Regions from separate parts of the Mus musculus genome. Here region 2 is linked to region 1. Evidence: chromatin contacts called from public HiChIP or PLAC-seq data. All regions are on one chromosome and are shown on one strand. The core of a region is the stretch at or near the end of the contact, and the rest is flanking DNA. Distances in the headings are between cores, read along the strand shown. Region 1 has its middle 43 kb from the start of Pex3. Region 2 has its middle 7.4 kb from the start of Gm40603.

The links. HiChIP or PLAC-seq counts read pairs in DNA pulled down with a chosen protein or histone mark.
Region 2: a contact with region 1 is called in an H3K27ac HiChIP or PLAC-seq map of embryonic fibroblasts, with 13 times the contacts expected there. The contact joins two enhancer-like sites. A contact is called at or near these places in 1 of 15 datasets of contacts at CTCF or cohesin (large pre-B cells), 1 of 484 Hi-C or Micro-C datasets (bone marrow-derived macrophages) and 1 of 115 datasets of contacts at active chromatin or transcription factors (embryonic fibroblasts).

What each region holds. Positions count from the first base shown.
Region 1 is chr10:13,594,149-13,598,106 of GRCm38.p6, forward strand. No RefSeq gene overlaps it. Among named protein-coding and RNA genes, the nearest start is that of Pex3, 43 kb to the left of the region's middle. Within about 2 kb of position 2,078, at least 63 of the 459 cell types and tissues checked have an H3K27ac peak or open chromatin away from gene starts, as enhancers often do. A contact at or near this core is called in embryonic fibroblasts, where this site is marked.
Region 2 is chr10:14,313,037-14,316,994 of GRCm38.p6, forward strand. No RefSeq gene overlaps it. Among named protein-coding and RNA genes, the nearest start is that of Gm40603, 7.4 kb to the right of the region's middle. Within about 2 kb of position 1,810, at least 66 of the 459 cell types and tissues checked have an H3K27ac peak or open chromatin away from gene starts, as enhancers often do. A contact at or near this core is called in embryonic fibroblasts, where this site is marked.

The DNA.
Region 1 (3,958 bases), core at 828-3,327:
CCACTGCCAGGTTTCTATTCAACTTTAGACCCCATCTTTGTAATATTTCTCCTCCTGGGTCTCTCTCTCTTTTCCTTTTTTCTTTTCTTTTTTCCCTTTACACAAAGGACATATTTATTGTCAGGCAATATGTCACATGCATTTATTTAATCTCTAAACAGCCCCATGAAAATGGTTACAACCGATTTTTTTGTTGCCTTTTTGTACCCTTAGAGATTATAACTACATTTCTCCCTTCCCATTCTTAACTCCAAATCCTTCTGTATAGCTTCCCTTCAAACTCATAACTTTTTTTTACATTAATTGTTATTGCATGCACATATGTATACACATATGTACTCCAAAATATAACCTGCTCAGTTTGTATAATGTTACTTCTGTGTGTTTGTATGTGTGTGTGTGTACATGTACGTATGTATTTATGTATGTGTGTGTATACATGTGCATATGTATTTATGTATGTGTGTGTATACATGTACGTATGTATTTATGTATGTGTGTGTATACATGTACGTATGTATTTATGTATGTGTGTGTATCTTGACCATTTGGCACAGAACAACTGATTGTTTTGCTCTTCCATGGGAAAGATCAGCTCTCCAACCCCCAGCTTTCTTTAGTTGTCTGTAGTTCTTTAGGTCACACTTTTCCTTAGCTTGCTTTCTGTCCCTGGCATGTGTGCCGGTACAATTCCTCAGAACCTTTGCCTTTTCTGTGCCTTCTGCATGGAGTGTGCACCTCACATCCCAAGACTGTCTATTTCTTATTGTTTAGGGCTTCTAGCAAAGTCTTTCCTAACTCTCAGTTGTGTGCACCCCAAAGAGATCTTTCCTACTTCCCAGTTATGTGCACCCCAAAGAGATCTTTCCTAACTCCCAGTTGTGTGCATCCAAGAGAAGTCTTTCCTAATCCCTTCTACTTTCTCCCCTTGACTCCTCACATGGATTTTCCAGTTTTTGCAAACCACTTCCTCATCATTTGACAGCCCAGAAACCTGTCCCCTTCTTCAGCAAACATTAAAGTCTCATGCCTATAAAGACATTGTTGTTTTTTTTTTTTTTTTTTTACTCAACACACCCATACCAGCAAGACCCACATTTGTAGACCCAGGGGCTACTTAGGTGCTAGCTGCAAGTACAGATATATGTCTTGAGAGTCAGGTTAATGAGAGAAAAAAACCCTAAACTACAAAATGTTCTGTCAACGTGTCTCCCACAAAGGCATGGGTCTGTGTTACTAGGTTTTCTGAATGTTGAGAAAGAAAAAACGGTTTTATCCCACAAATGTTCTACATCAAGTCTCTGCTCAGTCACTCTACTGGGTCTTTTTGGTTACTACCCTCAGACTTACTTAGATCTCACATGCATCAGGAAAACCCCCACAGCCCCCCCCCCCGCAACCCCTCACCCCTGCCCACCTGCCCTGCTTTCCTGGACGCTTCTGTTAGCTGCCTTCCACACCAATACTCACTCAGACTCATCCCGGTTTATGGACTTGCATCTGCAATACTCTTTCCAAGAAAAGCTATTTCATTTTTCAATGTATTGACAGGGAAGAAGGTGCAGACAGATAGTGGTATTTAAGAATAAAACCTTGTGAGTTCATTTTCCTTTTAAAAATTTTCTTATTTTATTAACTGATATGAGAAGTCACGCAGGTCTTCCATGAAATATGCTTGTGGTCCTGTCTAAAGAGATAATAATTGCTGAGAAAACAATGAAGTCATACTTGTCTATGGCATTAGGTTTAAAATGCCTGATGAATATGTCCGTTCAGAATCTGTTGTTGCTGCAGTAGATGATATTCAGCTCTGTGGCTGTGCATGAAGTCACATACTTCTGTCAACTCCAGGGTTGGGCACACAACCTGGTTTTCTCTGCCAGCCTGCTACCCTAGGAAGAGCCTATGGAGCTTCGCAACACAATAGCCAATGGTCTACAGGAGTTAGCCATCTCATCCTGTCTCCTGTCTCAGCAGGAGCAAAGTTTAACAGCCTCAGGCATACTGAGGGCTTTGACGAGGTGCCTATGGGCTCTCTTTGGCCTTTGCTGTGGTGTTGAGGCATGAACTGACAACACAGGAAGTCAGTGGTTAGGCCAGCTCAGCTAGGATGCTCAACGCCCAAATTCTGGCAGCAAGGCCTGCCTGCATTCCTGCTGTTTCCATGGAAGCCAAACATTCATGTGGGCTCAGTAATTCCCAGCAGAAGCTCACAGTGAGGTGTAGTCTCGCTCAACTTGTGCCAGGAGAATGCACCCTATGAACTCTTAAAGCAGGCTGGTCTCTACCTGCTGGTGCTCTGAATCTGGAGGTCTCACCATCAATGCGACCCCAGTGACCTTTGCTGTTTGATTACATCCATAGTTAGACAGGGATATGTAGCCTGTTGAGTCCATACTTGTGAGATGCTTAGCTCTACAACACAGGAAAGGAGATAGAATAGAGGCCACTGTAACCACCAAGATCAGTTCTCAACCTTCCTAATGCTGGGACCTTTTAATACAGTTCCCCATGTTGTGGTAACCCTCCTCCAAAAATAAAATTATTTTTATTGATATATCATAGCTGTAATGTTTGCTACTCTTATGAATTGTGATGTAAACATCTGTGTTTTCTGATAGTCTCCTGCCCTATGAAATGGTCGTTTGAGCCCCAAAATGGTCACAACCCCGCAGTTTGAGAACTGCTGTTCTAGAGAAGTCATTTCTTCCCCTGGCTCTCATGTCTGTGTCGACATTTCTTTGTGTTTTCCTCACCGAGCTTTCATAATTCAAGGAGAAACATGAAGGCCAAGCTCAGGGGAAAATGCTGTGTGCGGTGGGGGATGCCTTAGATCTCTTAACCTTGCCCCACAGAGCGCTCAGGCCTCACTGCTGCTGCCTTGCCTTGTGGACATGACTTGCCACAGGTCAGTGACTACTCCTGGACTGAGCAAGCCCACACTTGGTTTGGTGTGCATGGGAGTGCCTGTGGGCGTATGCACTAAAACGCGTGAAAAAAAAAAAAAGCTCAATTTCAACCTCTAAAGAGGATGTTTTAATTCAAGAGACTTCCCACTGAAGACTCCCAGCACAAAACTAAAGACAAACACGTCGTTTGTTTTTTTTTTTTTTTTTTGTCAAAAGCTGTTGCCAAGAAACATGTCAAATCTGTGTGCTTTTCATTCAAACTTAGCGTTAAATCACAGCTAATGTGCTCATTAAGACCATTAAATAAGATTCCAGCCAGAACAGAACTATATGGAGCTCTATCAAAAAATAATAAAATAAAATGAGAAACCTGCTGGTGTGGCCTATCCCTGGCCGTGTGATTGATGCCTTGTTCTGAGGACAGCACATGTGCCTGGTGCTGATTTAGCATTCACACCCTCAACGCTCCTCTGACCTTGTTATACATATAAACATTGTATTTGAAGGATATCGCATGTCTTCCTAAAGAAAAAGGGTGGGGGGCTGGTGAGTTGTCATATTGTTATCAGTGGCCTCTCGTGGGGTGTCACAGATTCACTTACAGCTGTGACACATGAATAGCATCATGACAGAGCCAAGGCTGTCTCTGCTCTGCTAAGTGACTGGTCAGAGGGAACGCCCAAGTCGCTTTCACTTCCAGCGGTCCTTTAATGCAATTCCAGCCAGGGTCCCTCCACAAGCATTATTATTTTATAGCACCTTTGGGAAAGTGATGGCCGTGCCATTTTCTACAACCTGGGTCTTGCACGTATTTCTCAGCTCAGCTGTTGACCTGTGGCTGAGAGCCTTCTTTGTCTCCCCAGTTAGGAAGAGAGGTAGATGAAATGGATCTCCAATTTCCTTCTAAGAATAGACAGTATTTTAGAGTGATTTGGATCAATTTAGAAATGAATGCAGTTGTTCTTCCTGTTGCTTAGCTAGCTAGGAGAAAGAGAAGTGTTTCTTAAACCAAGACAGTCCCGGATCAGGGGCATGCTGTCTGGTCCAGG
Region 2 (3,958 bases), core at 560-3,059, 720 kb after region 1:
TATTCCTGGTTGTTACTTTTTTTTCTGGAACAGCTACAGCTTTATGATTCATTCCCCATTCTCCTTTCGGTCTCATGTTAGCTCAGGGAATCTGAGTCACTCTCAATACTCTCTCTCTCTCAGCACTACCTGACGTTGTCACCTGACACTGTAACCTGAGATGCAAAAGCGGATACCCCAGAGAACTAATTCACTCTGCTTATTGTCAGTTCTACTCCTTAATTATTCCCTTTGCATATTAATTAGAGTTATTAATTAGATTTTTTCCTTCTTTCTGGCTGGTCTGGAAATTGTTATATAAATCAGGCAGGACTTGAACCCACAAAGATCCTCCTACCTCTGCTTCACGTTCTAGGACTGAAGAAATGTGCCACCATGCACACCTTTTTCTTGCGGTTTTAAATTTTAAATTTCTTCCTCTTAATAAATTCTCCCTTTGCCACTTTGTGCTGCCCCCCTCCCCCACCACCACCATGGTGGCCGAATAGTCATGCTTCCTTTAATGCCACTAAGAAAATGACTCTATTTTTTTCTAACATTATGTTCCAAAGGCTAATTTTTCTGTGAATTGTTGGAACTACATTTATATTTACATCCACTGATGAATCAGAAACCAATCTCCAGCAATCAGAAATGAAATGATGCCCCAGGACCATTATTTAGTGTTATGGAGAACTCCTGTTAAAGAAACCAGAGGAAGACTCCAAGATAGCTGGGTCCAAATTGGTTCTCATTCATTGTATCTTCCCTGGATCTTTCGTCTTGCATAGATAAATATGTTCTGCCTAAACCTAAGGTTTTATGTACTCATCTTCGTAGATATCTGTAGTCCTAAGTAGCAAAACCTTAAAAATTGGCAGTTTCTTTTATCAACTATGGAAAACAGATTTTACTTGGTAAAAATATTTGAAAATACAATGGAAAGGTGTCAGACAGGGATAAGTTGTCAATAGAAAGGCGTGAGACTGAGGAAACGAGTTAGGTAACCGTTCAAGAAGACCTTCATCCTCAAATTCCTTAGCCGCCCTCCGTGCTATAACTTACAGTAGATCCCTTCCCAGAACTCCAGCCTGGTGAGTTCCAGGCACGTAGAACAGCTTGTGCTTCTGACTAGTGCTCTCTGAAAAGTGCTGTTTGTTTGAGCTGGATGATGTCATTTCCTGGAGAATTCAGGGAGTCATCGTCTTCAAATTCTTGTTCCAACATTTTTCCAAATGAGCAAGGATTTTCGGCATCATCCTTTAATTTGGGGCTAGCACGACTAAAACATTTGTCATAGCAAAGCCCAACAAACCACAGAGCTCAATGCCAGCCTCCCAGTTTTCAGAACCCAGGAGAAACTTACATCACGTGGTGCTTCTGTAACTGGAAGGGCTGTGAGATGAATTTCAGGTGAGCTTCACATCAAAATGAAGTTAGGTGGCCATTTCATCAACATATTTGGTTTAAAGGCAAATTGGTGAGATCAATTGCCTTTATCAAGATGCCCGATGATGCTTTGTTTGGCTTCCATACTAGGGGAAGTCAGAAACCTGGGAAAACAGACATTGAATTTCAGAGTCTTAAATCCCATCCTGCTTTCCCTGCTTAGCTTGTCCTCTGTCTGCCGTGAGAGACTCTCAGCTTGCAAACTGCAATTCCTGCAGCAGAGTGGGTGTTTATGGGGAGGGTGAACCAAGAGCAGCTCGGAGGAGGAGGTCTGGAAGAAGAATAGGATGTGAATTTCAGAGCTGCGAAATGACTGTCTCCACCCACTTCAGAGAAGGAAGTGGTTTTAGTGACAAACATCTCAGGTGTGGGAAGAGCTGTGATGCCTTTCATTCTGTAGTGTAAGAAGAAAGGCCTCCTCACCATTCAGCTGCTCGAGCTCCCCCACTCTCTCCTCCTTCCTGCCTCCTCTCCTGTTCTATAAGCTCAGTTCTTTAGAAGCAAATCTTGCTGCTGCAGCATTTAATGATGTGCCATTGCTTGGCAATAGTTGGGATCAAAAAAAGAAAAAAAAACCCCAGCTCATCAGCAATTTAGATATTAATCATAGGTTCTGAACTTTAAATAGATGCCTGAACTCTGAAAATAATCTTCGTTAAATGAATACAATGTACTCAAGGAGTTGCAGTTGCAGTTGCAGTTTAAATGTTATCTTGTTCATTTGGCTTCAGTATGTTCTTTGGGGGCGCTTTGCATTTTGGTACTTGGGGTAAACTGGGATTCAAACAGTACTCATTACGCAATGTCTGTGGATTTCAGAAAAATGGACATCTCTGGAGTTGCTCCCCAGCTCCGATTCACCCGCGTTGATGAAGCACTGCTAAACCTGGTGGCTCAGAACTTTATTTAGTGTTAGGTAGGACTCTTATTCAAGAGACCAGAAGGAAGACTGCAAGGTACTTGGCTAGAAATGCAGTTAAAAGACTTTTCCAGAGAGTTGGGTGGGTGGAGGGTGGGGTAGACACTCAGCATTTCTTATGGTTGCTAAGTTACATAAGAAGCAAGATCACAATCAGAATGCTGCCTTGGCAAACGCAGAGCTCAGTTTAAAAGGAGGGTAAGTACGATCGATCCTATAAAGCATTTTTGATAAGAGATGCACAGGCTTGTTTATAAGATGATGCCTTAGGGTTACAAGAGCCAAGAGTCCCCTCATCTACTTGACCAGAGCTCGTGCTCAAAAGTCCAGATACAGCCTTTCTCCCCAAGCTGATGCAGATAGTCTATGGGCAGTACCTTTTATTTCTAAACTTTCAAGTTCTACAGATTTGATATAGCAATCCCAGAAGCTCACTGTCTAGGCTCTAGAGCTACTCCTCCTCGGCTTCTGTAGGACTGACATTGAATGGGATTCCTTTCCATTGGGGCTGTTCTGTACATTGTAGAATGCTTAGCAGCATCCTTGGTGCTCGTAAGCAGGTATCAGGGTAAGGCAAGAACCTGCTGGGATTCCGGGTTCTTGCGTCCCTGAATAAGAAATTAGGCCAGAAACTTAGGATACCCAATATACAAGATACAATTTGCAAAACACATGAAACTCAAGAAGAATGAAGACCAAAGTGTGGACACTTTTGCCCCTTCTTAGAATTGGGAACAAAACACCCATGGAAGGAGTTACAGAGACAAAGTTTGGAGCTGAGACAAAAGGATGGACCATCTAGAGACTGCCATACCCAGAGATCCATCCCATAATCAGCCTCTAAACACTGACACCATTGCATATACTAGCAAGATTTTGCTGAAAGGACCCTGATATAGCTGTCTCTTGTGAGGCTATACCGGGGCCTAGCAAACACAGAAGTGGATGCTCACAGTCAGCTATTGGATGGATCACAGGGCCCCCAATGGAGGAGCTAGAGAAAGCACCCAAGGAGCTAAAGGGGTCTGCAACCCTATAGGTGGAACAACAATATGAACTAACCAGTACCCCCGGAGTTCGTGTCTCTAGCTGCATAAGTATCAGAAGATGGCCTAGTCGGCCATAATTGGAAAGAGAGGCCCCTTGGTCTTACAAACTATATGCCTCAGTACAGGGGAACGCCAGGGCCAAGAAGTGGGAGTGGGTGGGTAAGGGAGTGGAGAGGGGAGGGTATGGGAGACTTTTGGGATAGCATTGGAAATGTAAATGAAGTAAATATCTAATAAATAAAATAAAATAAAAAGAAATTAGGCAGAGAGATACAGATAGTAGTGGGAATAGAGGCATTATGTAAAGAAGAGAGCAGTTCCAAAAAAGAAAGAGGTCTAGAGCTTGGAGAGAAGCTAGAAGCTCAACACTTCGCACACCCTGCATGATGGGTCCTGTATAGGTTGTCTGGGTACTATACACTCTTTCTGCACATGCTTTATAACATTTCAGTCTTTGTGGGGATGGGTCTTTCACATGGATTCTTTTTTCTGTGTTAATTTAGCTTCTGCTTTCTGCCCTCATTCCTCCTACAACGCTAGTAACACTTTCCCCCAACCCAAC